2 separate regions of the Rattus norvegicus genome follow, and region 1 is linked to region 2. Evidence: chromatin contacts called from public Hi-C data. All regions are on one chromosome and are shown on one strand. Each heading gives the region's core, a stretch centred on a gene start, on an enhancer-like site or on the middle of the called end of the contact. The rest is flanking DNA. Distances are from core to core; before and after follow the strand shown.

Evidence for each region. Hi-C and Micro-C count contacts between places; a contact is called where the count stands out from the background.
Region 1: a contact with region 2 is called in a Hi-C map of the A7r5 cell line, with 4 times the contacts expected there. The contact joins two enhancer-like sites. A contact is called at or near these places in 5 of 12 Hi-C or Micro-C datasets (the A7r5 cell line, Schwann cells, frontal cortex and 2 more).

Annotation. Positions count from the first base shown.
Region 1 is chr8:120,309,433-120,313,554 of GRCr8, reverse strand. It overlaps Dclk3 (doublecortin-like kinase 3), which reads right to left. Exons shown (of 5, transcript NM_001191800.1): 2 at 2,273-4,113. Among named protein-coding and RNA genes, the nearest start is that of Dclk3, 32 kb to the right of the region's middle. Within about 2 kb of position 2,709, at least 1 of the 93 cell types and tissues checked has an H3K27ac peak or open chromatin away from gene starts, as enhancers often do. A contact at or near this core is called in the A7r5 cell line, where this site is marked.
Region 2 is chr8:120,131,692-120,135,312 of GRCr8, reverse strand. No RefSeq gene overlaps it. Among named protein-coding and RNA genes, the nearest start is that of Trank1, 21 kb to the left of the region's middle. Within about 2 kb of position 1,407, at least 18 of the 93 cell types and tissues checked have an H3K27ac peak or open chromatin away from gene starts, as enhancers often do. A contact at or near this core is called in the A7r5 cell line, where this site is marked.

The DNA of each region.
Region 1 (4,122 bases), core at 1,460-3,959, 180 kb before region 2:
GGGGATGCTGCTTTTTCTCATGCCTATTTTAGCTTAGCCATCCAAGGTACTACTTATAGTTAGTGTTCTACTCTTATTAAATCAGGAAATTAGGGCTGAGGAGATGGCCCAATGGGTAAAGATCCTGGCCACACTAAGCTTGACACCTTAGTTTGAAATACCAAGGTGGAAAGTGAGATCTGATTCCACAATGCTGTCCTCTGACCACTACACATGGTTCTATTGCATGAATGCTCCATTCCCCCCCCACACACACACACACAAACGCACTCATCATCTAAGGATGTATTTGGTTATTTAATCACGTGCATATGTGAGTGTACTGTCTGTGTGTGCATGTGGACATCATGTGGTTCAGATGCCCGGGGATGTTAGAAAAGGAGTTGGATGCTCTGGGGCTGTATTTATAGACAAACATGGGTGTTGGGTACTGAACTCAAGTCCTCTCGCACCAATCACCTTTAATCACAGAGCCATCTCCCCAGCACCAATAAAAATTTTAAACGAAATAAGTCAGGAAACTCTTATGTGGCCATTTGCTTCCAATCAAAGCCTTCACTCTTCAAGAGGTCAAAGAGGAAGGCTCTTAGGACTCGTGGCGCTTAGAAAGTTTTCAGGTTCCCCCCAAGGTTAGCAAACAACTGCTGTAGGAACAGAGGCTCTCCTGTGAAACTGCCTGCAGGTCCAGCAGAGAGGTCCAGCTTGGGTAGGACATCAGTATCCATGCAGGGGTGAACAGTGAAGCAGCTGCCTGGGTTATCCACACGCCACTCCCCTAGGCAACTCTAATAAAACCACTAAGCTAAGCACGGTGGCATCTTTCTTTGTCTGTCATCCGTGCCCTGTCTGGATGCATTGGGTTTTGTTTCTGTCTCCCTAGGGAATTCATTCAACACTAAGTTCTGGAAAGGATAAGGTCTTAATCTAAAGAAAGAAAATCAGGAAGCAAATTCTGGGGACCTGCCTTCCTGTGCTTGATAGTTTCATGTCAACTTCACATAAGCTAAAGTCATCTGAGAGGAGGGAACCTCACCTCCCTAAGATCAGGCTGTAGGCAACCCCACAGGGCATTTACTTCATTAGTGACTGATGGTGGGGAAGGGGCTATCCCGTTGTGGGTGGTGCCATCCCTGGGCTGGAGGTCTTGGGTTCTATAAGAAAGCAAGCTGAGCAAGCCACGAGGAGCAAGCCGGTAAGGAGCACTGGTTCATGGCCTCTGCATCAGTTCCTGACTCCAGCTTCCTGCCCTGTTTGAGTGCCTGTCCTGATTTCCTCCAATGAACAGTGATGTGGAAGTGTAAGCAGAATAAACTCTTTTCTCTCCCGTTTGCTTTTTATCATGGCGTTTCATCACAGCAACAGAAACCAAGACACTTTCCCACAAGCCACATGTGATCCACACACATATCTCTCCAGCTCTGCAGACGGGACCTCCTTGGCACAGCACTGTCCTCAGAGAGGACACAGGGAGGATCGGATGGTCAGCGTAAAGCTTGAGGGAGAAGCCGCCACCAGTTAGACGCTCACTGTCTATGCCAGAGGGTATGTAAGTGTTCAATAAATTAAGTCACATGTTCGCCATCAAAGCAAACATATTTATCTCCTAGGGTAAGAGGAAACATTTTCTGTCTTATTTAAATAGAAAGGTTTATATTTATGTAACAATCAAAACAAATTTATTAAGCAATTTAGGAACTGTAACCAAGTTTTTAAGTACTGAAGTAAGCATGTTAAAGTAGGGTAAGGGAATAGTCTCGAACACAAAGGTAAAACAGTGTATCTTTGTCAGGGTTTCTATTCCTGCACAAAGCACCATGACCCAGAAGCAAGTTGGGGAGGAAAGGGCTTATTCAGCTTACACTTCCACATTGCTGTTCATCACCAAAGGAAGTCAGGACAGGAACCCACACAGGGCAGGAACCTGGAGGCAGGAACTGATGCAGAGGCCATGGAGGGATGCTGCTTACTGGCTTGCTTCCCCTGGTTTGCTCAGCTTGCTTTCTTATAGAACCCAGGACTATCAGCCCAGGGATGGCCCCACCTGCAATAGGCAGGGCCCTCCCACCTTGATCACTAATTGAGAAAATGCCTTACAGCTAGATCTCATGGATGCATTTCCTCAAGTGAGGCTCCTTCCTCTGTGATAACTCCAGCTTGTGTCAAGTTGACACACAAAACCGGCCAGCACACAGCGTGAAGCAGTTGATACCCATTGTGTCCTACATTTTATAGACCCCCCCCCCGCCTTGCAAGAGCAAAACTGCAGACTTACCAGGAGGTTTTCCGGCTTCAGGTCCCGGTGGACGATCTTCTTGTCATGCATGTGGACGAGGGCCTTACACAAGTCTGTGATCATAACTGCAGCGTCAGGCTCTGGAAACTTCACACTTTCGATGATGGCATCGAAAAGGTCCCCTCCCTGCACGTACTCCATGATCAGGTAGATCTCTGCCTCTGTTTCGTAGACCTCATGCAGTTTCACTATGTTGGGGTGAGAGAGACTCTGGATAATTAAAATCTCACTGTCCACAATGTCCTCCTTACCCTTCAGCTGGGATTTGTCAATAATCTTCATGGCGTAAGCCTGCCTGGTCTCTCGGTGCTTGCATTCCTTCACGATGGCAAAATTCCCATCCCCAATGACCCGACCTATGTCATAGTGCTTCTCCACATCCGCTGAGATGATGCCCGTGGGCCTCAGCTTCCGGCCACTGGGTCGTTCCGGCCGGTTCTCTTCCGGCTTCGTCTTAGACTCCTTTTCTAGCATCCTCCTCCCTCCCAGACCACCTGACTTCTTCTCATGCTCTGCTTCCTTCTCCTCCCCTCGGGTTCTGGGGAGCTGTGGGGGTTCAGCCTGCTGCTCTCTCCGGAGCCAGGCAGCATGCTTAATCCTGCATGTGTGCCTGGAATCTCTCCTCGCGTCCACCGCCCCCTCCTCTACAGCTGGCAGACCTTCCATGAGGTCCTTCTGGGCCTTGGCCACGCCCTGAGGGTGACTTTCCTGAGCTTCTGAGCCTCTGCTCTCTTTCTTGTCTGAGTTGTTGTTGGGCCTCCTCAGTTCCTGAGGGGGATCCCTGGGGCTGCCCCGGTGGCTGTCACCCTTCCACCCTTCCTCTCCATCTGTAGACTTTGCCTCAGAAGCCCTCCTGCAGCTCTTGGTCCTGACCAACTTCTCGGAATCCCTCTTCTGGCCCCTCCCCAGGTCCAGCTCACTGGTTCCCGGAGGGCACTGCCCCCTCTGTAGGCCCAACTGCAGCTCTGTTTCTCTCTTACACTTCTCACACCTGACAATCTCCCCCGAGGTCTTTTCAATCTCCACCCCGAGGTGCTTCTCCCCACTTGCATGCGTCTCCTCCTGAGTGGCTTCTCTAGGTGACGGCAGGCCACCATTTTCTGATTCCTGTTTCCCTCCTACCCACTTCTTCTGGGCCCTTGCCTTGTCTTCTGGGGCCAGCTCTGTGGAAGTCTTGCCCTGGTGCCTAATGACTGCCTTGTTCCCCATTACCTCACCATAGCTTCCTGCCTCCCCACAGCGGTGACTTCCTTTCAGAAGCTTGCTGGGAAGCCTGCTTCTTAGCCTTGGGGAGGGGACTCTACTATGAGGGGCCAGGGCAAGGGCGCGGTTCTTAGGATACAGTTCCTCCATAGCCAACTGGATACTCTTCAATGTCAGTGGCTCTTTGCCCATGGCTATGAAAGCATCGCCCTCCCGGAAGAAGTCAGACACACTCTTGACCTCCCTGCCCTTGAGGGTGAACAGCTTCCGCACACGGTCATTCTTCCATCGCGGGAAGCCCAAGGCTTCAGAGATGTCCGACAGGAGCTGCTCAAAGGTCTGCACTGACCGCCTGTTGAGGAGCAGGGTGGCCTTGCGGAGGGGCTGCACGCCCAGCTTCACCACCGTAACCACCCTGGGCTTCAGTGGGCTGTGCTCTGCGCGGACTGAGTGGAGGCTACTCTGAGGGCTGAACATCGGCATGACGGCACCACGTGGCCCCAGGACTGGCTTCTCCAGAGGTCCTCGTCCCGAAGGCAGCCAGGAGCCTGGCAACTTTCTCTCAGAGATCTTCGAGCTTAAGCATTTTAGAGAATGGTCACACGGACCCCGATGGCCTGTAATAG
Region 2 (3,621 bases), core at 158-2,657:
GAGGACCCAGCCCATTGTGGGTGGTGCTGTCCCTGGGCTGGCGGTCTTGGGTTCTATAAGAAAGCAAGCTGAGCAAGGCAGGGGAAGCGAGCCAGTAAGTAACATCCCTCCATGGCCTCTCATCAGCTCCTGCTTCCTGACCCGCTTGAGTTCCAGTCCTGACTTCCTTTGGTGATGAACAGCAATGTGGAAGTGTGAGCTGAATAAACCCTCTCCTCCCCTACTTGCTTCTGCATCATGAAGTTTTGTGCAGGAATAGAAACCCTGACTAAGACATTCCCGTTTAACTAATTCAAAATTTTCATGCAGTGTCCACTACGTGAGACCTTGTCACAGACCAGCCAGATAGGACAAGTTGACTAACAGTAATAACACTAACACCTGCACCAGACCTACTGGGTAAGCTGAGGCAAACTTGAGGATTCCCTCCATTTGATCCATTCTGATCTTACTGACTCCCTTCTGCCATTAGAGGGGTGTACGGTGGTTTTGTGGCCGATTATTTTTTCAGACGTTCACATTTTTACTTGCCATGAATACTTTGCCTGCATGGATGGATGGATATGCACCACATGCAAGCCGCATGCCCATGGATGTCAGAAGAGGGCCTTGGATCTCCTAACCCTGGAGTTACAGATGCTGAGCTGCCCTGTGGATGCTGGGAGTTGAACCTAAGTCCTCTGCAGGGGGGGCAAGTGCTCTAAACCACTGAGTCATGCCGAGGCCCCTGCGCTGTTATTTTTGCAAACATACAAGCATTCCTACCCTCTTCAGTCTTGCAAATTCCCAGTGTCCCTGTCTCCATGGTAACCTGCTATGGCCCAGGCAGCCTCTGCATCTCTGTCCTTTCTCACTCACACAGTTGAATAGGCAGCTTTTCATGGTTTGCTTTAGGACTGTGAGGTGCAGCTTAGCTCCCCCCAAAGCCTCAGGTTTTCTATGTTCCCGGCTCCCTGGCACAGTGCTTACAAAATGAGTAAAGTACCAGTAATTGCATTAGCAATGGATATGAACATCACAAAATTACTAGTGGTAATTCCAAAATAGTATGTGTGACAATATTATCAACCACCACCACCACCACCACCACCACCACCACCACCCCCGGAATCAACTGTAGAGCGAAACAATATTCAGCGGGAATATTACGTGAAAGGAATTTACATTAAACTGCTCTTATGGGGGAAATGAGGAATAGTGATGTCAAGTGTCCAAGGAAAGAAAGTCTGAGGTGGCTCCGAGTGGGGGGATGGGCTGAAGGTGGGATTCCTAGGGAAAGGACAGTTTGCAAACAGGGCAGCGGGAAAGGAGTGTGTGTGCGCGCGTGCGCGTGCTCTGGTGGAGAGGTGACAAGAGTGTGGGGTGATGAGAATAAGAACATGCTGCTGGCGCTGTGCTCTGTGTCACCCAGAGCTGACTCACCTGTGAAAGTTTTGTGTTTTCCAGATGCCTGCGGCCCAGAGGACCCAGTGCGTAGTCTGCTGCCCCCGTGTGGCAGGAGCGCACACTGCAGCACCCTGGAAGAAACCTTTACCACCAGAGGGCGCAAAGGGCTCAACCTCCCAACAGGCCCGTAGACCTGTGATGTCATTTGTGTATTTTCCAGAGAGTTCTTTGTACACGAGTGGTGATCAAGCAAATGACCAGCTATCACTCAGTCAACCAGGATCCTCTCTTCTGCGTAATCCTTACCTGTTTATTCCTTACTGCCTATTTAGGGTTTCTATTGCTGTGATCAAACACCATGACCGTAGCAATTCAGGGAGGAAAGGATTTATTTCAGCTTCCAATAGTTCATCACTGAGGAAAGTCAGGGCAAGAACTCAAGCACGGCAGGAACCTGAAGGCAGGAGCTGATGCAGAGGTGATGGGAGCTGCTTACTGGCTTGTTCTTCATGACTTGTTTAGTCCCTCCCCCATTAATCACTAATTAAGAAAACGTTTACAGCCACATCTTATGGAGTCATTTCCTCAACTGAGGTTCTGTCCTTTTAGAGAACTCTAGCCTGATATAAAACTATCCGGCATGCTAACTGCCTTATGAATTGCTAGGTCTGGGAAACACACTCATCCCAGGACCTCGTACATTGCAGTTGCTTCATTTAAATGACTCCAAATCTTGGATTTGTATGAAGATGCCATCTATAAGAAATTTTTAGACCTCCCAAAACTACTACTACTACTACTACTTCTTCTTCCTTTTCTTCTTCTTCTTCTCCTCTTCCTCCTCCTCCTCCTCCTCCTCTTCCTCCTCCTCCTCCTCCTTCTCCTTCTCCTCCTCTTCCTCCTCTTCTTCTCCTCTTCCTCCTCCTCCTCCTCCTTCTTCTTCTCCTCATCCCCCTCCTCCTTCTCTTCTCTTTTTTATCTTCTTCTTGGTTTTGTTTTTGAGACATGGTTCCTCTGTATATCTCTGGCTGTCCTGGAACACATTCTGTAGACCAGGCTGATCTCAAACTCAGAGACTGGCCACATTGTTCTTTTAAAAAAGAAATGTAAAAAATATGTTACCCCTAATTCCATCACTCTCAGTCAGTCACTATTGATGACGAGAAAGAAGTCAAAAGCCATGTGGAGAACTCCTTCGTGTTCTCCACAGACCATTCGCCATATGGAATTGCCGGACATCATATAATAATGTGGAAAGAGGTGTGGGGGAGGTTACGTAGCCAGTTCCACTTAGATTGCTTTAGGCTTTTGTTAACAGAGAAGCCAAACCAAATTAGCTTAACTGAGGACAGGCTGGCTCCTGACTGAGAGGTTCAGAGATGGCACAGGAAGTTGTTCTGCTCTAGTAACAATGTAGCAGCTAGAGAGATTTCAGGAGCCTAGAGCAAAGCTTCTCTTTGTGACTTTTAGTTCCTTCCCCACATCTTTGCCAATTAAGGCAATTTGCCAATTAGCCTTTCGTGGACAAAGTCATCTCCCCTAATTTTGCTGGTTCCTCACTGTTAGACTGGAGAGATCCCACACATCTGAGGGAAACATGTACTCGAATGACAGAGGAACACCAATAAAATGACCTCTGAGGAAACAGGGAAATGTAAACAAAAACTGAGGGCCAGCAAGACGGCTCTGCACGTAAGGGTGCTGCCACGCCTGAGGACTGGCGCTGGATCCCGGGAAGTGATGCAGTAGAAAGAAGAGAAGACTCCAGAAAGCTGTTCTCTGGTCTCTGCACACATTCCATAACACGAATGTCTCTCTCTCTCTCTCTCTCTCTCTCTCTCTCTCTCTCTCTCTCTCACACACACACACACACACACACACACACACACACACACACACACAAATGTAAGTTTAAACTTTAGGCAGAGTGTGATAGCAAATGCCTTTAATCCCAGCTCTCAGGAGGCAGCGGCAGGAGCATCTCTCTTTTAGGGAAGAGCCACCTGACAAGCACACAGAGGAGGTGACGTTTAAGATGCAGAGAGACACTAAGTTGAGAACAAGCACGGCTTGAAAAAAAATTAGCGGACTCATAAACTAAACGGCATAGAACCAAGAATTACAGTTTTTCATCTATCCCGTTAGCACATAGCTAGAAACTTAAGAATGCAAAGAAATGGCACTTAAGAGTTTGGACTCAGGAGGTTGGGGATTTAGCTCAGTGGTAGAGTGCTT